Linked DNA regions of Mus musculus: regions 2, 3, 4 and 5 are each linked to region 1. Evidence: chromatin contacts called from public HiChIP or PLAC-seq and promoter capture Hi-C data. All regions are on one chromosome and are shown on one strand. Each heading gives the region's core, a stretch centred on a gene start, on an enhancer-like site or on the middle of the called end of the contact. The rest is flanking DNA. Distances are from core to core; before and after follow the strand shown.

Region 1 (5,592 bases), core at 820-3,319:
AGAAGGGTGTGTGTGACCTGTTCTGGTTTGTACTTTCTGGAAGCTTCTGACCTCCTTATAGAGGAAGGGCCAGGGGACAAACTGGTTATGCAGGGAAATGAGAATGGAAATTGGAGCAAGAAAAGTCCTGTGGTCTGAGTAAACCAAAGATGTGGAGAGTGCGGGGGAGGTGAGGCTGCTCAGAAGCCAAGAGTTCAAGGCCAGCCTGGTCTACATAGCTCTTCTAGGCTAGCCAGGGATATATAGGAAAGTTGTTCTGTTTTGCTTTTTTAAATCGCTAACCTAGATTCTTAAGGAGCCCTGACCTTGTCGTAGGAAGGGGGAAAGGTGAAGTCAAAGGTCATGGTGACTCATTTCCAGGGGCAAACCCTCTTGGGTCATGTTCCACCCAATCCAGAAGTAGTTTGCAGAGTGAGGATGGGTGGGACTCAGTGTCCACCGTGAAGGTGGAGGAATGCAGAGAACATAGCTGGTCCAGGAGTCAGCTGGGCCCCTGCACTTCACCTCCACCTCTGGGGGCTCATAAGTCAACTGCTGGCAGTACTGGCCCCTCTATCCCCCTGCCTATGTGTCAGTCCTCTGGGCTGGAGTCATTTCTGTAGTAGGGGGTAAAGGTTCCCCCTGTTCGTGATTCCTGCCTGAACCAGTTCAGTTCAAACCTGAGTTAGAGCAGAGGCTTTTGGGCTTCGGGGCCCAAATTCTGCTATGCTCTGGGCATGCTGTGTGGCCTTGGGAAAGATGCACCCTCTCTCTGTGCATATATTTCATAAAGGTAAGATGGAAAGCTTCTGGGCCAGCCCTAAGAAGCCGAGTCAGCAAATGGGGACCAATGGCCTCAAAGTGGCTCAAAAGTTGCTGGCATGTTCTTTTCATTGACCTCACTAGTCTCCTGTCTGTGAGGAAGGTCCAGAGCTGGTCCAGTGACGCCCGAAGGTCAGCTGTTCTAGTGTCACTTAGCAGAGAGATGCCTCAGGCTGTCCCCTGGACGTCCGTCCCCACCTGGCTCTCTGGAGTTTCTAACCAGCATGGGCTACGTTTAGCTTGGAGGACAGGGCCAGGAGCACAAAAGAATCCTGCAGCTAAAGTTTGTAAATGTGTCTGGCACCTTCTCCCTCCTAGAAGCCCCCACAGCTGCTGTTTCTGACCTTGAACAAAAATCAGGAGACCGAGTAAGGGGCTTGGCTGGACCCCAGAGGGCACCCAGAGTCTCAGGGCAAGGCAGTAGTAAGGAAAGCTGGGTAAAACATGGGCATGGAGCCGTCTGAGGCTTGGAATCTAGGCCTGCCTGGGGGATATGATCTTGCCGTAATCCTGGGTGTTGAGGTTCACTGGGGCAGGGGCTGTCCTGTGTGTTGCAGGGCTCAGGCCAGGCTGGGAAGCCTCTGGCACGGCTTTCTGGCTCATGTGGGCCACAACCCCCGGGTTCACTTTACAAGCCAGCAGCTTCACCTCTGTGAACCTCAACCTTCCCCATCTTCTGATGGCTCAGCAGACAGCCAGGCTTTGATTCACCATTTACTGGGAGCCCACGGCGATCTGGGCAGGTGCCAGGCCAGGACGTTAAAATGGCATCCCCAGCCATCCTTGGCCAACTCGTTTGCATTTTCTTGTGAACCCTTAGCTCTGGCTTGTGGGCTAGCATCAGGGAAAGCAAGAGCCTCTGAGGGGCAGATGCTTCAGTCTTTAAATCGAGTGGGGCTACACAGCCTCTGAACCTAAGCAATTTGCATCTTCACTCCCGCCTTGCAGCGCTTTCAAGGGTTCTTGCAAGACAGCTGCGATCAGCCTTGCTAGTCACGCGGGTTCCAACCTCTGCCGCCCTCCCAGGCGCCACCAGCGGGTCAGGATCAGGGGACCTAAATTGCAAGAGCCCACGCCCGTGCGCCCCCGGGAGGTGGTGCGGGCGCCAAGGGAAGAGGGAGGGGCCAGCGGGAGAGAGCGCGGGGCCACGCCCACCCGCAGGTGGCCTCGAGCCCTGAGAGGCTCGGAGCGGGGGCCGGGCCCGAGGGCGGGGCCTTTCTCGCGCCCGTCCCCACGTGTCCCAGGTTCCTGCCCCCCCCAGGCCCTGTGCTTATAACCCTGGATGCGCGCCTCTCTCAGCCCTGCTCCGCCGTCTGCCACTGCCGCCTGGGCTCACTGGTAAGAAGTTCCGGGCCCTTCTTGGTCCCCACTCTCTATCCAGGGTCTCATGACCAAGGAATCCCAGAGGGAGCGAGCAGCTGCAGGGGGTGGGCTCAGGGCAGCCCCCGAGTGACCGCGCAGTTAGTGGAAGGAAGGAGGCTGATGTCCGGGGCGCTGTGACGCACACGTTCCTCCTGCCTAGGGAACCCATGTAGGAGAACGGGTCCCAAGGTCTCCGGAGCAGGAGGACTATGGAGGTCCCCCTCTGGTTTTTCACGATCCTCTGTGTGCTGCGAAGGCTCCAAGTAGAGTCCCGGAGAGTCCAGAGGGTTGGGGGCTTCCGAATCCCTCTCCCTGGATCAGATTCGCCGATCTATGTTCAGGCTTGTTTCTCAAAGTAAGCAAAAGGTCCAGCCCCTCTTTGCCCTTAGGGGCTTGGGCGTGTGCCTTTCTCCTGAGTGTGACAGTACCCTGCTCTGGTGGACACGCGAACCCTGCCTACCCGTCCCGGGTCCTTCCTAGGCTGTGACTGGTTTCTCTTCTCCGTAGGGTGCAATGCCAGGCTCAGTCTGGGTGGGGCTTCTAGACAGGTTTCCTGCTAGCTGGCTGGCTCTTTGGGAGGAGCCCCTTCGCAGGAAATGTCTGTTTCTGGCTTGTTAACGGCTTGGGCCCTTCTCTGGAAGGCAGGCTAACCGAGAAATCGAGGGAAATCTTCTCCAGGAGAACTAACCGCGCTCTCAGTATTCCCCTCTGTGAAGTGGGTCTGTCAGGCTGTCTGCAAGTGCAGCTGGCAGGAGCAGACCTGCCCTTTCCCCAGGGGTAGAGTAGGAAAACCCTTCCTTTGATCCCTCGCTTTGCGGCTCCTCCACCTGGCAGGTGACCCCTGACGTCAGCCTCCCAGCTCCAGGGCTGCCAGCCTTGTGCCTGGACTCAGAACTCTTGCTGTCCAAGAGTTCAAGTTCAGTGAGCTGTTTTGAGAACTGTGGCCAGGGTCTGCCCACTTGCTCACTGGGTCTGGGATGAAGACCTGAAAAGACAGGGTCCCGTCCCCCCCCCCCCCCCGCAACCCTCCCCAGCCACCTACTCCCCCACTCCTCCACCCCCTCCCCCGCCCCAGACAAGGCTTTCAGAAGGAAGAAGACAGTGGAGAAACCTAAGAGCTGGGCTGGGCAGAGACTGGAATAGCCTCCATTTCAAACTCCCCCTACCCTCTCCCCCTCCCACCATAAACCAGCCAAGTCTGGGAGCATTGGAAGGGCCTCAGGGCTGCCCAAGGAATTCTGACTTTACCCAGTGCCCATGGAGTCCATAAATGAAGGGCAACTTCTGTCCACTACCCACCTCCTCCACGCACATAGTAGGACAGAACAGCTCTTAGCACCCTTGGTCAAGTGTGCCCCTCACCCCAGCTGCCTGCCTGCTCTGAGCTGAGGAAGTCAGACACTCCAGGAGCCTTGGGGTGGAGCCACGCCCCGGCCCACCTGCTGCATTTTCTCAGGGCCCATCTCATTGACCTTGGACGCCCCTAGGTCAGCCAGATCCCTCCACCAGGCTGTGAACACACTGCTTCTGGAGTGAGTGCCTTCCTTGCGGGCAGCCCTGCAGGAAGAGATACCTTGCTGAACTCTGGGTCTGAGGCATCGGTTTTCACTGAAGGTTTTGGGCAGAGTTCACTTCCCAGGACCTGGCTCCCTGTTCTTTTGAGGCTGGTTCCTCCCTAGACCTGGAAAATGGCTGGGCACCCAGAGCCTCAGTTGGTAGCATTAATGAGTGGACTGGTGTGTTCTTCTAGTGTTACTGGAGCTGTTAGCATCAGAGCACGGGCTCTGGCTGTCCCTGAAAAGCTGTGCTCTGCTAGCTTCCCCCCTCCCACCCCTTAGCCCAGTTAAAGAGACAGGTAAAAGGCAGATGAAGGACATGTAGTCTGTATAGCTACACCAGGAAGAGGAACAGAGGACACTACCCCAAGCCCACCTTTGGCATCCTGACACGAGGTTTAGGTTTTAACAAGGCAAGCGCCACCAGGAATTGCTCAAGAATGCAATCCCGTTCAAGGTGTGGCCCGGCCATCATTATCTTAGCTAAGTGGTCAGAACTGTGTGACATCGGCTCTTGGTTTGTTTGCTTATTTATTTTTGAGACAAGGTCTCACTATGTGGTCCTGGCTGGTCTGGAACCAGGCTGGCCCCAAACCCACAGAGATCTCCCTGCCTCTGCCATCCAAGTGCCGAGATTAAAGGTGTGCACTACCATGTCTGGCCTCTTGGGAGAAACGTTCCTTCCCTCAGTCTCCCCAGAGCTCCAGGTTTTTCCTTCCCCAGCTTGGGAAGTTCCTGGGAATTCCGTTGTTTCAGTAGTCAAAGGGACTACACGTGTCTTCAGGCCTTCCAGAACAGCTACACTAGATAAAGGTTTGAGTCTCTCACCAGAAATTGGTAAAACCCGCTTAGTCTCCCTCCTTGCCTCCTTCGGGCATGAAGATCAGAAACCCGTCAATCAAATATAAACAGGCTAGATCCAGTAGGAGGATGGTGCGCCTCCTGCTGTTCAATATTGGTATTGCAGTCTAGTTTTATCAGACATGAAACTGCAGAAGGGAACTGAGAGTCATCTCAGGGGTCTTCTGGGCCAGGTCTGGTCAGGGTTTTAAAAGAACAGTAGTAACAGACCAATTAGAACTGAGTAATCATGACAGCAGATAGAGCCGGGGTGGAGGAACAACCCAGGTAGCTGTCTGTAGTCTGGTGACTCGTCACCAAGACAGGAAGCAAAGGGCAAAAAACCCCTAAGAACCAGGGAGTGACTGTAGTCAGCCTGGGCTCATGTTAGTTAGCAAGGTAGGTGACACTCTCTGTGGCATCAGCCAAAGCCAACAGGCCAGTGAAACACCTAACCGCCCAGCCAAAGTACTCCCCAGGCCCAAAGAGGCTCGTGTGGCTAACGTGACCAGAGCAAGAGTCACATGCATGTTATCCTCAGGGACAGACTGCTACTGACACCTACTCAGATTGAGAGCCAAGATGATATATATTATTATATCCAGCTCACAGGCTGTGGCTTCAAGCCCAGCATGCGTGTACACATGTGCACACATATGCACACACTCAGGTGCACACCACAAGTACACAGAGTCACTTTCTCAGACACCCAATCTTAGGGGTACAAACATACACACCAGTGCAGGCACACACGTTGCAGGCCTGCATAGGCACGCAGCCCCTGCAGAACATAGCCCTTCATACTGCACAGACCTGGCTGAGGCCAAGCAGGCAGGGCAGGTGTCTGACCTACCCCCCTTTCACCCTCGAGGCTTCCAGTATCCTTGGAACAGACTGGGAGGAAGAAGTGACCATTAAGAGCTGGGTGAATCTGCAAGGGGTATCTATTGCCCGGATGCCCTGAGATGTCTGAGAACTCCCTTACCACCCGTTGCCTTCCTCTTCCCTCTGGCACCTCTAGACTGGAATCCAG
Region 2 (5,592 bases), core at 1,277-3,776, 890 kb after region 1:
TAGTTTTTCCCTCTGAAGTTGACTGCGTTCCAGGCTGCTATTATAAATAAGTTTTCCAGGAACAAATGTCCTGGCTTTTAAAGTCTCTTTTCTCACCGTTTTCCTGGACTACAGTCCTGCAAGGGGGGTTAGTCGGGCAAAGGGCAAAGGGCATTGAGAACCTTGACAAGGGCTCAGCAGCTGCGGGCCTTGAAAGATGCGCATGCGCAGTCAGCTTCTGCTGGCTTCCCATCTTCGCCAGCACCAGCATTATTTTTAGTGTTTTCACTTTAGCAACTAGCTAAGCTCACTGTGTACCGGCGTCAGTGCTAAGCATTATGTAATGTCATCTTCACACACACACACCCTGGAAGGGACACTTATTTTGCAGATCAAGAAACGGGCGGAGAGGACTCCTTCAGTCCCTCAGGGTCGCAAAGCCAGATGGCTAAGGCGATCCTGACTCCACCTTCACTACCTGCGCGTGTGCTCCAACCAGGGCGCAGCATCTATTTATTTATTTATTTATTTATTTATTTGCCGCAGTGTCTTACTAGTCCGCCTCTGCCTCTCAAGCATTAAGGTTATAGGCTGGGGCCACTATGCCCAGCCAAGCTAGAGTGCGGTTTGTTTGTGTTTTGTTTTGTTTTTTTTAACTTTAAAATAACAACAACTATTATTACTAATTATTTATTATTATTATTGCTGGCTAGCGACCCCCCTGCTTCTGCCTCCCCATGTGCTGGGTTCACGGAAGTTTTCCGACCGATGAATTTACTCCTGTCACTTAGATACGCCTATCCTTCAAGGATGATTACGCCATTCAAGCTTCCTAAACACGCAGACCCCAGCCGCAGACCCCCAGCCGCGGCCATCCCAGCTCGCTCTGGCCAGGATGAGCCACTTTAGTGCTATTAACGCCAACAACTGCGAAAGAGGTCCCAGTGGAGCGAGAACTCTCGCCTCCTGAGCCCATTACCCCCGGGCGAGTCCCGAGCCTCAGGTTAGCGCAGTCACCTGACTGCGCAGTAGTGATCTGTCCTCTGCGGTCCCTAGCGCCGCCGAGCGGCCAGTCCTCTCAGTCTACACTGGGCGCGAAGTGGGGGGATGAACAAGATAAAAGAATTGCCAAGACCAGTGGGGCTAAGGGGTGTCCGCAGTGGCAGGACCTTTTTAGGGGCAGGTAAGAGCCATTAAAGAAAGTAACTGTGTCAGACGTGGTGGCAGAAGCCAGCGGGTTTCTGTGAATTCGAGGCCAGTCTGGTCTATAGTGAGTTTCCATATGTAGCCATTGCTACACAACACAATGAAACGGAAAAGGAAATCAGAGGCTTGGGAACTTGTTAAGTGGTTAACGTTTGTTCTTCTTCCAAAGGACCCAGGTTCAGCTCCCAGCACTCCCACAGGTGGCTCACAACCATCCACAAACTTCTTCCTAGGGGATCAGATGCCCTCTTTAGACCTCTGCAAGCACTAGGCACATACAAAGTACACACACATACATGCAGGCAAAACATTCATACACCTGAAATAAGAATACATATTTAAAAGACGGGGGTGAGAGGCGGGCGTGGTGGCGCACGCCTTTAATCCCAGCACTCGGGAGGCAGAGGCAGACGGATTTCTGAGTTCGAGGCCAGCCTGGTCTACAAAGTGAGTGCCAGGACAGCCAGGGCTATACAGAGAAACCCTGCCTCAAAAAACCAAAAACCAAAAAAAAAAAAAAAAAAACCAAAAAAAAAAAAAACCAAAAAAAAACAAAAAACAAAAAAAAACAAAAACAAAAAAACAAAAAACGGGGATGAGGAGAGATAGCTCAGTGGTTAAGAGCACTTGTTCTTGCAGAGGAGCTGGGTTCGATTCCTAGCACTCACAAGACAATTCACAAATGTTTCTAACTCTAGTTCCAGGATGTACAAGATATACACGATATACAGATACACATACGTTCAAAACACTCATACACATAAACTAAATCTTTTTTAAAAAAATGTAAAAAACAAAACTATTTTTTTAAAGCTGAATTCACCACACATACGCGCGCCCGCTTGCTCTTGTCCCAGCCCCACGCGGGCTCGGGATCTGGGGACAGTGGTGGCATTGGGGAGGTCAGTTGGGATCTGACCGACTGTCGGTCCCCTTTGCCCCTGCCAGATAAACAGACGGCCGTGGGAACTCAGAATCGCCCCTTCCCGATGCTGGGATCTGGGGACAGGAGCCTACGCTGCCCGGCGCCTCATAGCACCTGGGAGCCACCGCGGCTCTAGCGATTGCAGATTGGTCGCGGTCCCCGCGACGTGACCTGCGCGCGAGGCTTGTTCGCCCGCCGCGGCGTCCGCGCTGAGGCCTCCGCACCTCCAGAGGGCGCTCTGCGCGGGAGTGGCCAGCCGCTGGGCCTTCGGAGTGTCCCGGTCCGGTCACCGTCCCGAGCAGCCCGGGAGCTCCGGAGCCCGCCTTACGAGTCAGCTCGTGGCTTTCACGGTTTCGGTTTTCGTGGATTGCCGGGAGGTGAGGGGGAGCCAGTGTGGTGCCCGCCCCGGAAGCGACAGTGGAGGAGGGTTGGGCACCCCGGGAAGGGTGGACCGCAGGGATAGCGGCTACTTGCAGAGAGCCTACGGGCTTTGTGGACAGGCGAGGCCACAGGATTAGTTAAGTGGCGTTGGCTATATCTGCGAGGGAAGGGAGTGGAGGGATGAGGGACAACGGAGCGGGGTGGGGGTGTGCTGCGGCGGACGGAAGCGTTTCCCATCCAGGGTTCATGGATTTAAGTGACACAATTTAGGGAGAGGACAGCGGAATCCAAAACAGGGAAGTGTGCACGGGAAGCACCAGGAAGTGTAGAGTGACTGACAGGCAGGAGATGGGAGTGGAAAGGTGTGCTCCGATTAGAAGGTTGGACCGCCAGAGTTGAAGAGATGGGAGGGAAGATAAAGAACTGAAGGCGTGTCTGTGTGTGTATCCTGTTCTGGCAGCTGACCGGAAGAACTGGAAGCCCCGAAGCCCCGGGTATAAATGCAGCGTGCTCTTGGCGTGGGTGGGACTGTGTAGCGGTGAAGCTTAGCAGGCGTTATGCTGGGGTGGGTGTTTTGGGAGGGGAGAGAAGCTGGATCATCCCAAAGTGGTGATCTGACCCTACCCACCATACCCCCTTCAGCCACCATGTTCAACCCGCAACTCCAGCAGCAGCAACAGTTGCAGCAGCAGCAGCAACAGTTGCAGCAGCAGCTCCAGCAGCAGCAGCTCCAGCAGCAGCAACAGCAGATACTGCAGCTCCAACAGCTGCTGCAACAGTCCCCACCACAGGCCTCCTTGTCCATTCCTGTCAGCCGGTGAGTTTTCCACTTCCAGGAGCAGTCTGAGGTCTGACGGCTCAGACCCACATTTTGGAGCCTGGCTCCCAGTAGTTATTTTTTCCCCAGGGGCATCCTTGTTTGAGTATTAAATGTCATCAGTTTCTACCTTGGAGGGGATCCTCCATCTGCCATTGAGATGGAGAGAATGGAGGTGAGAGACCTCCGGGTAGATGGCTTTCCCAGGACCCCTCTGACACCCTACTCCCATCACACAGGGGCCTCCCCCAGCAGTCATCCCCGCAACAGCTTCTGAGTCTCCAGGGCCTCCACTCGACCTCCCTGCTCAATGGCCCCATGCTGCAAAGAGCTTTGCTCCTACAGCAGTTGCAAGGTATGGCAGTTCCCCGTGGCCCTCAGCTTCTTCCTAACCCATTCATTCTTACCAACACTCACAGCGGCCCTAACAGCATCCTTATAGATGAAGATACCAGGCTCCCAGGAGATGAAGTCCACAGGCTACTCTGCTAAGTACAGGGTTACCGGGCTACGGTGCTGGCCGTTCCTGCCTCTGCTGATAAACCTAAGGGGAGGCACACCCGTAACCCCCCTCTACAAATGAGGATAGCAACCTGAGGCCCAGAAGAGGGACCATGTGCCCATAGTCACAACACAGGTAGAAGCTAATTAGACAGCCATCACTTGGTATCCCTACCAGGACCCCAGCGTGGACAGCCTTTCGGGGTGACTTTCAAAAGATGCGTGGATGATTCGAGAGAGAAAAAAATCCCACAGCAGGTCACAATATGCACATATGTACACCACCTTTTCTTTTCCCATTTTAAAAGTTATGCTTGTCATAGTGAAAATAATGTATTAAAATAGAAAAACAACAACAGCAACAGTAAAAACCCACGGGGGCCGGAGAGATGGGTCAGAGGTCATGGGTCAGAGGGCAGGAGTTCTTGCTGCTCTGCAGAGGGCCTGAGTTAGGGTCCATCACCCACACAGGGCAACTCCTGATGCCTGTGACTCCAGCTCCAGGGGATCCACCGTCCTTATCTGGCCTCCAAGGGCAGCTCCAATACAACACGTGAATGAAAATTTAAGATAAATCCTAAAACATAAAATCATTGAAAACAAACAAACAAATCCAAGCGGTAGGAAGACATTCCCTCATTTCTGGGAGAAAGTCAGCACCCCGTCATTATAGTTCTTTCCATTTTTTTTTCTAGGAAGAAGCTTGGGAGTTGAGTGTGGTTATATGATTAATACCAAAAAGAGTCCACGTCTTGTTTTTCTTTTCTTTTCTTTTTTTGCAGTGCTACAGTTTTTGTTTGTTTGTTTGAGACAGTGTCTCACTCTATATCTCTGGCTGGCTTAGAATTCACTATGTAGACCAAGCTGGCCTTGAATTTATAGAGATCTGTCTGCCTCTAGTGATGGGATTAAAAGTGTGCACTGGTATGTTTGGCCTTGCTTTGAGAAAAGGTCTCACTCTGTAGCCCAGGCTATCCTGGAACTTAGTATGTAAGCCAGGGTGGTCTTGAACTCAAAACAGTCTTCCTACCTCATCCTGCAAGGGCTGGGATTACAGGCATGAGCTGCCACACCCAGCCAGTATTCTGGTTCAATCCAGGTTTGTTGTGATAGCTTTTAATTTCTCACTGGAGGGGTGTGTGCCCTTACGGAAACCTCAATTATCCATTTCTCCCCCCCCCCTCCTCTTCTCTATCCTAAACCCCACTGAGATGAACTGACATCTGAGACTCTTCTCACAGTAGATCCCCAGCACTGAGTGACTGAGTCGGGGATGGATGTCTGATGGCTTTTGATAAGTATTACCAAATTACTTTCCTAAGGACTGGACCAGTTTGCAATGCCACCAGCCACGTATGACGGTGCCAGCCTCACCATGCCTACGGCAACACTGGGTACTCCATGCTTTTTTACCTATGCCTCTGTGACTGTGTGTGTGCGCGCGCGGATTGTTTACTAAGTTGGTTTGCAAAGGCTAACGCTGCGTTGTGTCTTCATTCCCATTTCCACGTGCTAGTGCGGCTAAAACATATACCAAGCATTCACATGTCATTTTTGTGACTTGTCCATCTCTGTCCTTTGTCCGTCTCTGCTTGAGGGCTTCCCATCTTCCGCCTTACTGTTTCTGGGAGCTGGATGGCTCTCTGGGACGGTGTGTGTGTCTTTGTCGTACCTTTTTATCAGATACACTAATTCATGACTTTGAATCTTCATTTGACAGACGAGGGGAGGGAGAACTGGCTTACTCAAGGTGCCAGAGGTAGTCTGGACTTGAATTCATCTT
Region 3 (5,592 bases), core at 2,112-4,611, 790 kb after region 1:
GTGGCACTGGCAGGTTGGGACAGCCTCGGACAGGTGAGAGATGGGGTCTGAACAGTGAAGGAGAAATTTAACCCGGACTGAACCTGCGAGTCAGTGCTGTACTGTGCTTGCCTGATTACAGTTTAATTGCTGTCCAGGGTAGGTGACACCACCCACAGTTCCTGGCCTCTGAAATTGGGACTAAAGTTGCAAATGTCCTGTAGGAGTGAGCCTGACAGGGCAAGAGCTGTGCCATGCATGGGCCTGCATGGAGGCATGCATGGCACTTGGCACCTGCATGCTCTCAGGATTTAGTTTTTTAGGCCAGTGACACTGCAGCACACACAACTGAGACAAGCAGAGAGAAAGGCTGCTGAGAGAACCTGGTTGAACCAGACAAAGCCCAGAGAAGGTGAGGGTATACTGTGGACCCAGGGTGGGTCCTGATGCTGTGGGTTTGGGTCAAGGAGGCCTGTCCCCTGTGGCAGACAAATTGCTGAAGGCAGTAGAGACTCTTTCCATGAAAGGTGAGAAGAGCAAACCTGAGCTGGTACCCACTGTGGCAGGATCACCAGGTGGGGTGAAGAGGGACTGAAACCCACTCCCCTTCCCACCAGCCTGGGAAATGCTTTGGAGCGGCTTGCAGGATGGGAAGAGCTGAGTCAGGAAACTGGGGGTGTCAGTGGTACCACAGGAAGAAGGACAGAGGAGCCAGTTGTCCCTGCTCAGCTCACGCTCAGGTGCAGGGCTGGGGTTTCGCTGCCTTTCATCATCTACTCAGCAAAAGGCCTACAAGTAAGAGACTGCAACAGCCTGGACTTCACACATTGCACTCTGCAGAAACTTCAGAGAGCATAAGTATTAAAGAAAAAAATAGGTTAGCACACTTTAGGTGCGTGGGGGCAGTTCAAGACGGGTTTCTCTATTTAACAGCCCTGGCTGTCCTGGAACTCACTCTGTAGACCAGGCTGACCTAGAACTCGGAGATCCACCTGCCTCTGCCTCCTGAGTGCTGGGGTTAGACGTGTGCGCCACCACTGCCTGGCAATGGTGTGCACTTTAGTCCCAGCACCCGGAAGGCAGCTCTTTCAGCGGCAGCACAGGGATTTGGGTCCCGTTTTCCTAGTTCACAGGGGAGTGAGCAAGACACACAGGCCAGACTTGGAAGAGAACAGCTCATACGGGCACACCGGGGTCTAGCCTGAGACACATAGGCCAACAGTGCAGATAGCTCCCAGGCGGACAGAGCTGAGAGCCATGCAGTCACCCCAGGGTCTAGCCTGAGACACACTGGCAAACAGTGCAGACAGCTCCCAGGTGGACAGAGCTGACCCCCAATTTTGAGTTTGAATGCATAAAGGCAATACCGGCAGGCAGAACTCCTCAAAGGCTGGTTTCACAAAGGCGGTGTACTGAGTCAGGATCTGCTCCAGGTCCCTTCCTCGTTGCACATCCCGGAGAACTGCAGCAACAGGAACAAGGCACCATCATATGCCATCCTCCTTGGGACTCCTGGAAAACCCCAACCCCAGCCAGGGACCCAGAGGCCCTTACCTCTTCGAGACAGCCTAACATCAGAGTCTGTGTCCACAAAGAGGCGCAGGTGGAACATGTCCCGGATCTCCTGGGTGTAGAATACCAAGATGCCCTCGAACAGAACCACATCAGCTGGGTAGACCACAGTGGTCTCTGGTAACCTGCCAGGGAGAGACCAGGCTAGGCCCTGCTTGATGGCCCGCTCACATTAGTAACAAGGGGCCTGAGTAGAGGACAGTCCATGGAAACAGACTGCGATGGGACCCACCACGGGACTGGGTGTGACAGCCCTCCCAGGAACCACCTGCTTACCTTGAGTGGGTCACAAAATCATAGGTAGGGACCTCGACAGTTTTGCCTTCAACAATGTTTTTCAGGGTCTTGTGCATCAGATCATTATCAAAAGCATCTACAAAAACAGGAGAAGCCCAAACTGCCCATTTGCTCTGGTGCAGCAGAGGAGGAGGACCACCTCTGCCCAAGGGCAGCGCAGCTGGGAGCCAGGGGTGCTGAGGACCCCACAGCACACCCCAGGATGAAGGGTAAGGTTGTCCCACCAGAAACTGGAACAAAGACTTTCTGATTGGCTGACACTGGGGGAAAGAGATCATTTGAGCCTCTGCTCCTCTGTATCTGGCAAAACAAAGTTAAGAGTCCTATTCTCTGACCTTCAGGAGTCCCTAGGAAAGCTTAAACCTTCAGGAACACAGGCCCCTACCAGGCCAGGAAGCTCCAAGGCCTGAGCCCCAGATTAACCTCTGTTTCTACAACTGGCCTCCCTGAAGACTGACTGCCCCGAGACAGCTTGGGGAATCCAAAGGTCAGGCAGGCGGTAGGTAGGGTGTACAAAGGGCTCCTCAGCAACAAGGTGCCAGGCAGAGATTTCAACACATCAAGAAGCGATCCTCAACATCTCCTGGCTCCTCCTTCCTAAGTGGCTCTAGCAAAAATCTTGAGTCACTCCAGGCTCATGGAATTCAGCAAACCCTACCTTTCTGTGGGCCCACTACCAAGGGAAATGAGGGTAATGTTTCACGGAGCCCCATTGCTGCTGCATTCAATCCCCGCCCCCCTTGGCAGTTGGTGTCCAGCAGTTCTCTCTGGACAGCCTCAGTCTGGCACTTTGCATCCTATGTACACATCCCTGGACAGCCTCGGTGGCAGTCTGCATCCAACAAACATCTCCTACAGCCCTGGTCCAGCAGTCTGCATCCATACACATCTCTGTATCTGTCTGGCAGTCTGCAATCTCTGTAGAGCCCATATCTCACAGCAGTTTATCCTCTACCCCCAGCTCTCCAGGCAGACATTCTCCAGGTACCTGGGTGGTCAAAATTGTACTGTCCCTTCAAAGCCTTGGCCTTCTGCTCGGCCGTCAGAACCTTGTAGAAGCAGTCCTGGCTCAGGATGACCAACTTGCGCTGCCGGCGGTCCACTTCGTTCTGTCCCAGCAGCTCCATGATCTTCTCACACACTGTTGACTGGGGACAGAAGGTGCCAAAAGTGAGCTTGTGCACTGAGTGACCCGCCAGCCCCTGGGGACGACCCCCTTAGCTGCTAGCAACAGGTGCCGCGGTTGGGCCAGAGGCAATGGCGCCCCAACCAGCGGCCTGGCAATCCCTCCGCGAGGCCCAGGCGCAGGGCGCTCACCTTGCCACTAGCGGTGCCGCCGCTCACGCCGATGAGGAACGGCCGCGGCTGGGGACGATCGGCCTCGGGCGCGGCGCTCTCCGAGCCGCCGCCTCCCGCCGAAGCCATATCCGGAGCGACGGACATACATTCACCGACTCTGCCCGCTCCCGCCTGGACGTAGTGACGGATGCTGTGCGCATCGCTTCCGGGGACATGAGCGCATGCGCGCATGAGGCGCGGCACTCAAGGCCGTGTCCCTGAAGAGCCTCAGTGACTCCAGAATGACCCCTTTACCTGGAGGCGGGGCCTGGATGGGGCTCCACCTCCCGACGAGACGCACACTCAAGTGCTGGACTAGACCAAGGTCTCCAGCCCACTGACCCCTATTTCCCTAGCACAGCCGAGATCCTGTCACCCACAGGGTTAGGACCGTCCCTGCCTTATGCTTAACCCCATCAGTGCCTCCTGCCACGTGAGAACGTGTCATCCTGAGACACTTAGGAAGACCTCCCTCTCCCTGGCGCATTATTTAAGTATCTATGAATCTGTTAAAATCTCTTGATTTTTAGACAGATTCTTACCGCATAGCCCTTGCTGTCTGGTACTCTGAAGCCCAGGCTGGCCCCAAACATTCTCCTGCCTCAGCCTTCTGAGGGTGGGAGTAACAAGCATGTACCACCATGCCTGGCTTTTTAAAAAAAGGAAATATTTATAATAATTTTATTTATATGTGCTTGTGTGTGTGTTATGGGTCTGTGCACATGACTGAAGTGCCTGGGGAGTGTCAGATCCCCATAAGGCTGTAGTTACAGGCAGTTGTGAGCTGCCCATTTTAAATGCTGGGAACTGAACTCTGGTCCTATGCAAGAGCAGTACACTTTTTTTTTTTTCCACTTTACTTTATATGTATGGCTGTTTTACGTGCCCGTGTTTTTGTACCACATGCTTGGAGTTCCCACAGCGACCAGAAGAGGGAGTCGGTTCCCTCTGGTAGTGAACTTTCTAACAGTTAAAAGCTACCAGTAGGTACTGGGAATTGAAACTAGGCTTCTGGAAGAGCAGTCACTCCAACTCTCACTCCAACTCCAACAACCTGGCTTTTAAATTCTGTTGTTGTTGTTGTTGTTGTTTTGCTTTCTTTATGACAAATGTCTCATTGCGTAGCCCAAGCTGGCCTAGAACTTGCAAAGGAGATACGAATGGCTCTGAACTCACAGTGAGAGACCTCCTGCTTCTGCCTCCTGAGTACTAAGAATAAAGGCGTGCGCCATCATGCCTGGTCTTCAATTCTTCCTGTGAGCATTGATTGCTCCTGACGTTCATTTGCTATGAATACTTAGGGGGTTGAGAAATGGGGTGGAGCACTTACCTGGACGCTGCTGGACTCTCCAGTCTTGCTGCCTGCCTCGAGCAGAGGTGCTGCCAGTCCACCAGCCCAACTGCTTTTATGTCAGCACAGACTTGAAGCACTTGGTTGAGGCCTTAAGACAACCATGGAGTGGCCAGAGCTCCTGAAAGACCCAGCCTCATCCAGGCCTGTTTTAATTTGTACCAGACTTTTCTATCATAAGTCTCTAGATGGCCTGGGCCAGAGTGGGAGCCTGGAAGGAAAGACTGAGAGAAAAGGATTGCTCGTTTTGAAGGAACAGCTTCAGACAGGCTTGTGAGAGTCAGGCGATGAACATGAGACTCAGGACTGCAAGGAACAGCCATGCCACCCAGATGCCACCTAGCTGTCCCTCGAGCCTCTCTAGGCATGGATGTTAGAACTCAGCTTTCCCTCGGGATTCAGTCCAGGATCTCAGCCCGTTAGATGGTGGGCCATCCAGGGCTGGCCTTCTTTTTGTCTTGGTTAAACTTTACCAGAAACACCTTCATAGAGACATTGTCTTTGGGTTTTACTGCTGTAAAAAAACACCATGAAAACTCTTCTATTTTATTTTATTTTATTTTATTTTATTTCGAGACAGGGTTTCTCTGTATAGCCCTGGCTGTCCTGGAACTCACTTTGTAGACCAGGCTGGCTTCGAACTCAGAAATCCGCCTGCCTCTGCCTCCTGAGTGCTGGGATTAAAGGCGTGCACCACCACATCTGGCTCATGGCAACTCTTATAAGGACAACATTTAACCAGGCTTACAGGTTCAGAGGTTCAGTACATTATCATCAAGGCAGGAGCATAGCAGCATCAAGCAGGAATATTGCAGGAGGAGCTGAGAGTTCTACACCTTCAACCAAAGGAAGCCAGTAGTAGACTGGCTGCTATGGGGTTAGGAGGAGGGTCTCAAAGCCTACCCCCATAATGACACACTTCCTCCAACAAGACCATACTTCCTAGTAGTGCCTCTCCCTAGACCAATCATTTTCAAACCACTGTAGACATCTACAGGTGTTTCCATGGATCCTAAATGTACTCCAGTTGATAATGAAGGCTGACCATCATAACT
Region 4 (5,592 bases), core at 2,055-4,554, 680 kb after region 1:
ATGTATTTTCAGTCTTTATTTTTCTGGTTGCTAGCAGGAAACCAAGCTCCTCCATGCTAAGCATGTATGTGCTCCACCTCTGACCACTCCCCGGCCCATACACATTTTTCTGAATGGCCCAATGTAGCTAGTCTTTGCCACTGGGTTCTTCTTTTTTCCACTCTTTATTCCCCCACCGCAGTTCACCCCCTATCACTAGATAGGAGTGAAGGATAAAGGGAAGAGAGAGAGAGAGAGAGATCTTTCTCTCTGAATCCCTGAATCTAATGTCTTTCCTTTTGTTTCTTCTTTGTGCAGGACTATTAACAAATCACAGCCAACACCTTCCCTTAATGACCCACAACCACTCACCCCACCTATAGAGGCCCTAGCATTTATATACCCTCTTAAAAGTACCCAGAATTCAAAACACCACAAATTCCCAGAAACCCCTCTGGCCATATCAGCTTACATACTCAGGTTGGAACTGGGTGTCACTGATGGTGGGGATGGGTTTATTGTACTTGCTACAAGTCTGCCTTTCTTCCCTGCCCGATGGGAAGAGCATTGGTGTCTATCTTTTGTGCTTGGTGAGGGTGAAGTGAGAATCCAGGGCTGGGGGAAGGGGCCTGTAGCTCAGTTGACCTAGCACATACAAAGCCCTAGGTTTGATCCTCAGCACTGAGTGGGCAACACACGTGTAATCCTGCACTTGGGGAGGTGGAGGCAGGAGGATCACAAGTTCCATGTTATGCTGTAACCCAGACTGGCCTCTAGCTTCCTATGTAGCTCAGGATGGCTTTGAACTTCTGACTCTTGCCTCTTTCTCCTAGGTGCTGGGATTCCATACCTGTCTACACTGCTGCATCCTGATGTACTGATTTATATTTGAAATAGGGTCTCGCTACATAGCTCTAGCTGTTCTAAGGCTCACTATGTAGCTGAGTCTGGTCTCAAATTAGCAGCAATCCTCTTGCTTCAGCTTCTCCAAGATTGGGATTACAGGCATGTGCCACCACTGTCTGGCTAGCAGGTTTATCCTAGAGAGGAGATACATAGAAGTTGTCATGGATAGAAAGCAGTAATGTTGGGAAAGCATAAGAAAATTATAGTGCCAGACGTGGTGGCACACGCCTTTGATCCCAGCACTCGGGAGGCAGAGGCAGGTGGATTTCTGAGTTCGAGGCCAGCCTGGTCTACAGAGTGTTCAGGACTGCACAGAGAAACCCTGTCTCGAAAAACCAAAAAAAAGAAAAAAGAAAAAAGAAAAAAAAAAGAAAATTATAAAACTACCCAAAAGAACATGCCCCAGACACTGGGCTTGGCATTCCATTGAAATGGTTTTTGTTTTTTTCCAGGACCTAGTTGAGCGGCCTTGGAAAAGCTGTATATCCTCTCAGTCCCTCTTTTTTCTTACAATAATAAGTGCTTCAGAGTTGGCATTAAACCAGACAAGCCCAGCCCACTAACAGAGGACACCATAGCAGCTGGGATTTAGTCTCTTCAGGAGAGTGCCTAAGATGGTCCCACACTTTTCTTCTGAGTAGCTGAACCCAGGGCCTCCTGCATTGAAGCGACAAAGTCTACAACTGAGTTACATCACCAACTATTTCTTTTTAATTAAGATTGATTGATTGATTGATTGATTTATTTATTTTACACCAGAACAGGGCAGACCCCATTACAGCTGGTTGTGAGCCACCATGTGGTTGCTGGGATTTGAACTCAGGACCTCTGGGAGAGCAGTCAGTGCTCTTAACCACTGAGGAGCCATCTCTCCAGCCATATATATGTTCTTGTTTCTTGAATGTTATTTTTAATTGCTAGGATATCTGGAATAGATAAGGAGAACCTAGCACTGCACAGTAACCTCGAAGGGAGCCAGTCTCTCTCCCAGGCCTTTTGTTCTGCATTCACACGAATACACACCCAAGTGGGGTGGTTTATGTCATGTTTTAAAAAGGGTGAAGTGGCCGGGCAGTGGTGGTGCAAGCCTTTAATTCCAGCACTTGGGAGACAGAGGCAGGCAGATTTCTGAGTTTGAGGGCAGCCTGGTCTACAGAGTGAGTTCCAGGACAGCCAGGGATACACAGAGAAACCCTGTCTTGAAAAACAAAACAAAATAAAACAACAACAAAAAAAGGTGAAGTGTCTATACGGTGCACTTGTTATGGAAGGGAGACCTTGCTGTGGAATGGTGCAACGAACCACTTCTGCCGTACCACTTCTGCCGTACCACTTCTGCCGTACCACTTCTGCGTGTTTCCTGCATGTATCTTGCCACTGGGATCCCCCTCTCCCTCCACACATTCTAACAGGTCAGGACTGTCAGGCTGTCAGGTTTGTCTGTCAAGAGGCTCTAGAGCTCTGGGGGTGGTGGGAGCAGGATCCAAGTTCAGTCCCTCTTCTGAGCCCCCCTCCCTCTCAGGTCTGCATCCCCTGCCTTTTAGGGTGCTGAGTCCTCCCCATTCTCCCCACCCTTTTGCATTCTCACCCCAGAGCTCTCCCTGGGGTCCCCTCCCAGTCTATGTCTGCTTCTTTCAAGAGCCCCTCCCCCACCCATGGAGGAGGCCTTCTCCATGGGTGGGGGTGGTCTTCAACCAGATCCACTCTCCGTTGAGATTCCTCTTCACCAGGAGCCTCTCTCCATGAAGACCCCTCTGATTTGGGACCCCATCTCCATCCATGTATCTTGCTACTGGGATCCCCCTCTCCCCCCAGTTCCTTTACTTTTTCTCCATTTGAGCCGTCCTCTCCATTGCAGCCTCTTTGCACCAGGGCTTCCTCCTTCTCCTGGTTCCTTTCCACCTAGGCCCCTTCTCCATCAAAGTCCCTCTCCACCAAGGCCTCTTCTCCATCAAGGTCCCTCTCCACCAAGGCCTCTTCTCCATCAAGGTCTCTCTCCACCTAGGCCCCTTCTCCATCAAGGTCCCTCTCCACCTAGGCCCCTTCTTCATCAAGGTCTTTCCATTTGGGCCCCTTCTCCACCTCGGCCTCCTCTCCACGTAAGCCCCTTGTCCATCAAGGTCCCTCTCCACCGCGTCCCCTCTCCAGCCGAGCCTCCTCTCCATCTAGGTCCCTCTCTTCCGCAGCCCCTCTGCACCGCGGCCCAGCTCGCTCCCCGCGCTCTCCCTCCTCCTCTCCCCCGCCCTCCCTCCCGGGACAGGGGCGACGCAGCAGGGGGCGCTGCGCGGGCCACCGTGCGGGCGGCGGGCGGGGGCGGCGCGGAGGCGGAGGCGGCGGCGGCGGGGGGCGGGGAGCCGAGCGCGGGCGGGAGGCGGCGGCGAGCCACAGCGCCGAGGCTCCAGCGAGCGCCGAGGAGCGGGAGGAGGAGGAGGAGGCAGAGGCAGGAGCGCAGAGCGCCGAGCCCCGCGCCGCCGCCGCGCAATCCGCCGCCATCCGCCGCCCCCGCGCCCGGCCGCCGCCCGACCGCCATCGCCCGGGCCCGTCGCGCGCGGACGCAGACCAGGTGGGCCGGGGCCGGGGCCAGGGCAGAGGCCGGGGTTGCGCTTTGTCTCCGCGGCGGTGCGCTGCGGCGGGCGCGGGGCTGCGGCCTGGGCGGCCTGCTCGGCGCTCCCCAGCTCGCCATTGTTGTGTCTTCGCGGCCAGGGCGGGAGGACGGCGGGCCGAGCGGGGCTGGGCAAGGCTCGGGGTCGGGATCGAGCCCGAGGGCTCTCCTGCGCCCGGGGACGGCGGCCTTGTCGGCCGGGGTGGGGGACGCGGGACCCCGAGGCCGCCCGGAACCGCAGGCCGAGCGCCGCCCCGGCTCGGGTGGGTTCGGCTGAGGGAAGCGGGGTGGTGTTTTCACGGCACCCGGAGCCGCTGCTAAAAATGTTTAATGATAAACAGGATGTCGCTGCTCGGGGCCTGCCAGATTGATTTTTTTGTTTGTTTCTTTTTCTTCGTCTACCTTTTAAGAGAGAAATGCAGACCTATTGAGATAGATGGTGGGCCTCTCTGGAGAGGATCTGCCTGCATAAAAGTGGACGCTGCTGCTTTCCTTTCTTCTTTGTAAATATCGTGGGGGGATGAAGCCCACTGTTAGGCAAGAATAGGTGTCGCCCCCCTTCCCCAGGCAATGGTGAGCTTGAAGGAAGTGGGAGAAGGGGGGCGCCGATGCTCTCCGGAGTGTGTCATTTGCTAAATGGCTGCCTGGGAGAAACCTTTATAAAGCTGTCTTTTGCAGGGTAGTTAAATTTCACCTACGTTTTTTCTTTCCTGGAAAGGTTAGCGTGTATTTCGGTGTGTTGTCTGTTTGCGTTGTATATCTCACTTGGGTTTTCTGTCCGTCTGTCTGAAGCCTCAGCGCCCTTTCTCAGCAGTACAACCGCAGGGGCTTGCTTTGTATCGTAATGTCTGCACCGTCGTGGTGCAAGCTGGGACCTGAGGGGTACAGGCTGTGGAGTGGGATGCTTGCTGCCACCGAGGGACTACTCAGCCTTCACAGGCAGAGAGGCATGACTTGGCAAGCCGTCGGTGCTCTGTAGTTACTCTGTGCTGTCAACCTAGGACAGAAGGCTGGCCACTTGTGGTGTCATCCATGCTGGGGCATGCCACAGGTGCTGGTTTGAAGTGGCAGCGTTGGAGAAGGGATTCAAAACATTGGGTGATGTAGGACTGCTGGAAGTTCCAGGTCAGCCTGGGCTACATGGTGAAAACCCAACAAAATACCCACATCCGTAGGTACTTTGGTTAGTGCTGGGCCTCAGTGGGGAGGAGGCACGGACTGCGTTAGTAGCCCCCGTCAGAGCAGGGGGTTGTCTGGCTTTCAGTGGGCTGGAATTGTATAGGATGGATAGGAGAAGAGACAGGAACTCGGGAGTCTTGACTTTGGAAGAGAACTGCCCTCCTTGGGGATGGGCAAATAATTGTTCGGGGAGCCTTCAGCTTGTTCAGGCAAGTGTCCCTCTTGGAGCCATGTTCAGGTCCTCTTGAGTGACTTTACCCAAGTCTCTGAGCCCCAGCTCTTGCATCTATAAAATGGGAATAATAAGACTCCTGCTGTATCTCGTGGGAGCCTCCGGTAAGGTTCACAGCAGAGCGTTTCTGTCCTGGGAAGGTGGTAGACATGGACATTCTCGCAGGTTCCTTGGTTTTGTTAGTTCCTTTTAAATCCTGACTTTTCCTCGTGTTGTGGCTTGTGGAATTGGGGACCCCCTGCAAATGCTGTGACCAGCAAATTGTTTCAGGGCTGGCTTAAAGGTCCAGGGGAGCTCAGCTAGATTCCGCTGCTAGTGGGAGACCATGGAAGGGTTTCAGATAATGAATGGGGAGACAGATATTGGTCTCACTCTGTGTGGTGACGTAGGCCTTGGCTCTTGGAGAGCCCTGGTTAACTTGCTGGTTTCCAGTTGGATAGACAGTGACTTGCAGTCTGGGAGGGAGAGGTGTGTGTGTGTGTGTGTGTGTGTGTGGTGTTGCTTCATTTGCCTTAATCATTTGCTGAGTTTAAGGCGCTTCCATGTCCCCTCCAGGGCCTTTTCTACACTTGCCATTTGGCTCATCCTTGCTGTCTGACCTCCCTTGCCAGTCTGGTCCTGGTCTGCCTGTGGCTGGTGGATTAGGGAAGGTTGAAGTCTACTGTCCCTGCCCCCAGGATTGTAATTCCTGGCG
Region 5 (5,592 bases), core at 1,323-3,822, 590 kb after region 1:
GGCTTCCCTGTGTAGCTGGCTGTCCTGGAACTTGCTCTGTAGACCAGGCTGGCCTTGAACTCAGAGAACTGCCTACCTCTGTCTCCTGAGTGCTGGGATTAAAGGCATGCCCACTACCACCTTGCTAAGATGCTGTTTTGTAATGCTTTAAGGTCATGGTGCAGTCAGTGTGACTGTGGTCCTATTGGCTTTTGTGTCCCCCATGCCACAGCTTGCTCAGGTGTGCCCTTATGTCTCAGCCTTGGCCTCAGACAGGGAGTTCAAGCCTCCATCCATCCTTATTCAGGGGAAGAACATGACCATCAGGGATGGGCGCTCCCCCAGAGTGTTCAGTGGCTTCTTATCATCTCAAGAGGAATCTGCCCTGCTGGGTTCCTAACCAGCCATCACCAGAGCCAAGACAAGACCTAGAATTAGGCACAGGGTCCACCCGGACTGTCACCCATTCTCTGTGCCACAGAGACTTGTCTGCATGCTTCACTCATTAGGGGCTCTGCCTCTTCTGAGGAGCTGGAGCCTTGAGAGCCTCAGTGTGGCCTCCTTTTGGTCCTTTGGGAATTGAAGAGCCAGGCACCGCTTGAGGCCCCTCTGCCCGGAAGCAGGTCTGTCTCTCCGTATGCTTGGAACTTTGCCGACCAGGTCTCTCAGACCAAGGGATCGCCAGGCTTCTTTTTGTGTCAGGGTCTCACTCTGCAGCCCTGGCTGGCTTCAAACTCTCTGATCCACCCTTTCCGATATATATCAAGTGCTGGGAAGAAAGGCACTTGCTCCAGGCTTTCTGGGTTTGATGGGGAACATTCATGGATGAGGACTATAACTGGGTAAAGAGAGGGAAGAGCCCGTTTTGTTACCTGAAGAGGAAGACTGAGATTAAAAATGGAAATGAAGGAGTTAGTGAACTGAGAAAATTCAACTGAGGTAATTTCCAAGGGTGCCATAGTCCTGCTTCAAGCATTGAGTTGTTACACTTGACAAAGCAGCAGGACAGAGATCAGGTGGCGGGGGGCGGGGGGGGGGTCCTCCTTCAGGCAAGAGGGTCTGTAGGTACTTCCTGCTGTCAGTGGACTTCAGCCAGCCACAGAGGTGAGGGGAGGTGACACACCCAATTGTGTGATCAGATTATATATATATCTTATAAAGTAGGTGCCCAGAGAAAGCTTAATATTTTTTTTAAAGATTTATTTATTTATTTATTATATGTAAGTACACTGTAGCTGTCTTCAGACACTCCAGAAGAGGGCGTCAGATCTTGTTACAGATGGTTGTGAGCCACCATGTGGTTGCTGGGATTTGAACTCGGGACCTTCGGAAGAGCAGTCGGGTGCTCTTACCCACTGAGCCATCTCACGAGCCCGAGAAAGCTTAATATTAAACTCACATCTCTCATTGACAATTCTAGAATGACAGGAACTCACCAACCACAATAACCATGGCCAAGGGAGTGAGGATGCCTTGGGGACTCACTCCTTTCACAGTTAGTGTTGGCCAGCTTTTCAGGCTGGCCGACCACACCTGTCCTGACGCCCTGCATGCTGAAGGCAGGCTGGAGGGCCCACAGTAGCTCTGCCCCATCAGAGCCTCAACTTGGAACAGTTCTGAGCACAGACCTACGCCTCTTACCAAATCCCTGTGTGCTTATGGGGGGGAGGGGGGGCATACTGCTGACCATGGGTCAGGAGTCCACACTTCCCCCTAAAGTGAGAATCTGTGGAAGCATACTCAATGTCACAAGATCCAGTCCTGTACATGGGAATGACAGTCACCACCACTGAGTTCTAGCTCAATGCAAGTGCTCTCAGGTACTGTCATTGCTCAGGCCCGGCCACCTGCTGGGCAGCATCCTACCCCTCACTACTACTCTGGAGGCTGAATTCTAGCCAGAGCTGCTGAGGCTCAGTGCTGAGTTAGTTGGTCTCCATGGTCCACACCCTCCCTGCGGTGCCGGAGACCTGACCCAGAAACTTCTGTGGAGGCTGCCGAAATAGCAAAAGCAAGGCAGCAGGGAAGCCCTGAGACAGGTTCAGCCACTGTGCACATGTGTGCACAGGGAAAGAGCTCCTGGACTTAATGGGAGTCTGTCTCTGAGAAACCAAACGATGGCCTCTACCACTGTGACCACCTGAAGCACTAACTTCATTTTACATCTGGGAAAGCAAAACAGACCATGATGAGAGAGCTTAGAAAAATCCGTTTTCTCCCTCCTCCTCAAGCTCCATGAAGCCCAGCTCCCTCCCAGCCCAGCATCCTGAACTTCAATGGGACATGCACTGAGCTGCTGGCTCGACCTGGCCACCTATCAATGTAATCCACCCCAAAAAAAGAGCTAGAGGGGGCTGACAGCAGCAGCACATTCCTCCTGTGCCTCACTAAGCACGACAGTAAGTGCTGGAGTGTTTTCTGGCAGAGCACAGCTGATACGGCCTATGGAGCGATGTCAAATGCTGTCTCAATGGAGGATTAGTGTGGAGAATTTGAGGTCAAGGGTTTAGGCTGAACTGCCTTCTATGTATAGAAAGGAGCCTGTAAGGGAATACAAGGGCAGATGAAAGCCTTGGCTGGGTGGGGGTAGACAGGATGACATGCCAAGGCAGAACAGAGCTAGTTACCCAGTTACATAGACCTCCTGTGAGCTTCCCTATCACAACTGCAGTCCCCTTGGTCTGAGAGACCTGGTCGGCAAAGTTTCAAGCATATGGAGAGACAGACCTGCTTCCGGGCAGAGGGGCCTCAAGCGGTGCCTGGCTCTTCAATTCCCAAAGGACCAAAAGGAGCCCACACTGAGGCTCTCAAGGCTCCAGCTCCTCAGAAGAGGCAGAGCCCCTAATGAGTAAAGCATGCAGACAAGTCTCTGTGGTACAGAGAATGGGTGACAGTCCGGGTGGACCCTGTGCCTAATTCTAGGTCTTGTCTTGGCTCTGGTGATGGCTGGTTAGGAACCTCTTGAGATGATAAGAAGCCACTGAACACTCCGGGGGAGCGCCCATCCCTGATGGTCATGTTCTTCCCCTGAATAAGGATGGATGGAGGCTTGAACTCCCTGTCTGAGGCCAAGGCTGAGACATAAGGGCACACCTGAGCAAGCTGTGGCATGGGGGACACAAAAGCCAATAGGACCACAGTCACACTGACTGCACCATGACCTTAAAGCATTACAAAACAGCATCTTAGCAAGGTGGTAGTGGGCATGCCTTTAATCCCAGCACTCAGGAGACAGAGGTAGGCAGTTCTCTGAGTTCAAGGCCAGCCTGGTCTACAGAGCAAGTTCCAGGACAGCCAGCTACACAGGGAAGCCCTGTCTCAAAAACAAGAACAACCCCTGAACAACAAAGGAACCAAAACCTTTCCAGTATGACAAACCCCAACCCACAGCTCTTCCCTCTGCCCTTGACCCAGTCCAGAGCAGTGCCATGTTGTGAACCTGAAAGGTGACAGATGGTCTCTGCAGAGGCTTTGGTAGCACAGGACTCCACAGCCCAAGGAGCAGAACATGCCAGGCCCTCAAAGATAACGCACCCAGAGAAAGAAACATGTCTAAAATGGAATTGTGCGGACAAGGCCACCTGGCAAACTTGTCAAGCCCACGTTGTCCCAGAGCCAGACCTGTTCGGCTCAAGTGGACATAACTTGCTGTGTCTAAGCCCCTGATGGCAGCAGCCCCACAGCCTCAGCTGTTGGGTCCACCCTTCTCTTGCTGTGTCTGGACTAAAAGAGGTCATTCCACAGACGAGTTAAGGCTGCAGTTGCTGCTTTATCCCCTTTCCGCTTATAAATAGAAGTCGTTCATACCAACGCCCTGGATGGAGATGCTCAGCGTGGTTTGGGGGTCTAGGATTGGCAGCATCGGAGACTCTAGGCAAGGGGCGACAACTAGAAGGCAGGAGCCTAGCTACATCTCAGTCCTGCTCCATCTTGCTGCCACAGCTGGTCTTAAAACCTCGATCACAGATGCAGCCTGGCCTCTCCCTGTGGTTTGAAGGGACCTTGGATGACCATGTCCCTCTTTCCAGGCCCTGTGACCTCTCTCCCTTCCTTGTCCCGCTTGCCTCACTCCCTGATGGCTCCAAGGCTGCATTGTCTGCTTCCCTTCTGTCTCATTGGGCCTCAAAACTCTCCTGGTGTCCACACCTCCCAAAGGTCTCAGTGTAGGAGCATAAAGCCTCTCCCAAAAGCCCCTTGGGCCACCTTCCTAGTCCTCTCTAGTATCCTAGCTGGATAAGAGGCATGCTGCGTTCCTCTTTGTGTCCTTGGCTATTTGACTTATTCAGCTACTGTCTCCTTGAGGCCCCACCCATGGTGGTCAGCCCCATAAGAAGCATATTTATCTTTTCCTAGTCCCTGGCAGTGCTGAAAGCTAGAACCAACTCAAAAGCCTCAGTAGGTGCCTGGTTTGAGTGGGATGGTCTTAAGGTAGTCCAGGAACCCCAAAACAGCCAACAGCACTCTGCTCTTTCGGGTTTCCACCTTTAGGAAGGCGTGAGCTCTGGGTGGAGCACCCTTTGTGATATGAGACTTCCTGAGCTAGAACCACTTCACCTGCCACTTGTCTCTGTTTCTTCCCTAGAGATGCCCAGGATAGAACAAACCACTCCTACCCTCCCCACCATGAACACACAGCTGACAGCCTCCTCCTCATCCCAGAGCTGACCAGATCTCAGAAATGAGGTTGACTGTCCCAGAAGGAGGGACATGCCTTGGGCTAAAAGATGCCTTCCTCCTTATCTGCACTTGGATCTTCCTAGTCTAGGAGGATTCAAGGCTAGCCCCCTAGGACGGGATCCTTCATCCTCACTGCAACTGCAGCTAGCCAGGGCTGCAGAGAAGAGAGGAGCAGGCCAGGCTGGTTTGAAGCCTTTAGCCACTGCTGCCGCTGCTGTGAGGGGCTTCTTGAGCCGATGGAGCAACATGGCTGTCACCAGCAAGTCACATCTTGAGCTCTTGATTGCCCCATTGTCCATCCTTCCTCAGGACAGGGAGATGGTACTGCTATAGTTATGTTGCAGGGACCTCAGAAAGGAGGCTCCACAGTGCAGCTAGTGCGTGCTCCCTCAGACCCCAGGGCTGGCTGCTGGGAGCCAGGGTCTCTACTTATCAAACTAAATCCCTGAAATATGGGAACTCTGGTTCCCTTCCCACGGGGGTTTAGGTCCTTCGCAACACATTGACCACTCACTGAGGTCTTCAAAGGTCTTCTTCTCACACTGGGCCACTCTGAAAACAGAATTAACTACTCTGAGGCATTCAAGCCAAGTGGTGTTGGGGCATCATAAGCAGACCCACTCCTCTGTGGACCAAGATCCCACAGGGCAGCATGCTCCGGGTGAGCCTCCAGATCTGAAGACACAGGCCCTGCAGCTCCACGCAGCCCCGCACCGCAGCCCCGCACCGCAGCCCCACACTGGTCCCTCACAAGCCCCCGAATGCTCAAGCACAGCAGGTGCTCCCTGGAAAGTGGGGAGTCCCTGCGGTGTTACACTGTGAGGTTGATGACTCCTGAGATGTACCACCTCGTTCTTAGGCCAGTGCCATAATTACCAAACTTCTCTTCCTTTCTTTCCCCCTCTAAGTGCTGGTTATTTGGTTCTTTAAAACCAA

The links. Promoter capture Hi-C pulls out the DNA fragments that hold promoters and counts their contacts. HiChIP or PLAC-seq counts read pairs in DNA pulled down with a chosen protein or histone mark.
Region 2: a promoter capture Hi-C map of stem cell-derived epiblast-like cells shows a contact between it and region 1, with 4 times the contacts expected there. The contact joins the promoter of Ciz1 here to the promoter of Ass1 in region 1. A contact is called at or near these places in 2 of 39 promoter capture datasets (pre-B cells and stem cell-derived epiblast-like cells).
Region 3: a promoter capture Hi-C map of hippocampal neurons shows a contact between it and region 1, with 2.6 times the contacts expected there. The contact joins the promoter of Uck1 here to the promoter of Ass1 in region 1. A contact is called at or near these places in 1 of 39 promoter capture datasets (hippocampal neurons) and 1 of 115 datasets of contacts at active chromatin or transcription factors (microglia).
Region 4: an H3K4me3 HiChIP or PLAC-seq map of embryonic limb bud shows a contact between it and region 1, with 5 times the contacts expected there. The contact joins the promoter of Prrc2b here to the promoter of Ass1 in region 1. A contact is called at or near these places in 2 of 39 promoter capture datasets (hippocampal neurons and pre-B cells) and 1 of 115 datasets of contacts at active chromatin or transcription factors (embryonic limb bud).
Region 5: an H3K4me3 HiChIP or PLAC-seq map of embryonic midbrain shows a contact between it and region 1, with 5 times the contacts expected there. The contact joins the enhancer-like site here to the promoter of Ass1 in region 1. A contact is called at or near these places in 2 of 39 promoter capture datasets (cranial neural crest and pre-B cells) and 2 of 115 datasets of contacts at active chromatin or transcription factors (embryonic midbrain and memory CD8 T cells).

The regions. Positions count from the first base shown.
Region 1 is chr2:31,468,201-31,473,792 of GRCm38.p6, forward strand. Ass1 (argininosuccinate synthetase 1) reads left to right here and starts at 2,070. Exons shown (of 16, transcript NM_007494.3): 1 at 2,070-2,139.
Region 2 is chr2:32,360,672-32,366,263 of GRCm38.p6, forward strand. It overlaps Ciz1 (CDKN1A interacting zinc finger protein 1), which reads left to right and starts at 2,527. Exons shown (of 17, transcript NM_028412.2): 1 at 2,527-2,627; 2 at 3,134-3,308; 3 at 3,548-3,663; 4 at 5,132-5,203. The coding sequence starts at 3,139.
Region 3 is chr2:32,256,744-32,262,335 of GRCm38.p6, forward strand. It overlaps Uck1 (uridine-cytidine kinase 1), which reads right to left and starts at 3,362. Exons shown (of 7, transcript NM_011675.2): 1 at 3,166-3,362; 2 at 2,837-2,996; 3 at 1,828-1,924; 4 at 1,534-1,676; 5 at 1,347-1,441. The coding sequence starts at 3,291.
Region 4 is chr2:32,147,844-32,153,435 of GRCm38.p6, forward strand. Prrc2b (proline-rich coiled-coil 2B) reads left to right here and starts at 3,305. Exons shown (of 32, transcript NM_001159634.1): 1 at 3,305-3,448.
Region 5 is chr2:32,053,074-32,058,665 of GRCm38.p6, forward strand. Nup214 (nucleoporin 214) reads left to right here. Exons shown (of 36, transcript NM_172268.2): 36 at 1-902. It also overlaps a transcript of Fam78a not described here. Among named protein-coding and RNA genes, the nearest start is that of Mir7674, 4.9 kb to the left of the region's middle. Within about 2 kb of position 2,573, at least 14 of the 459 cell types and tissues checked have an H3K27ac peak or open chromatin away from gene starts, as enhancers often do.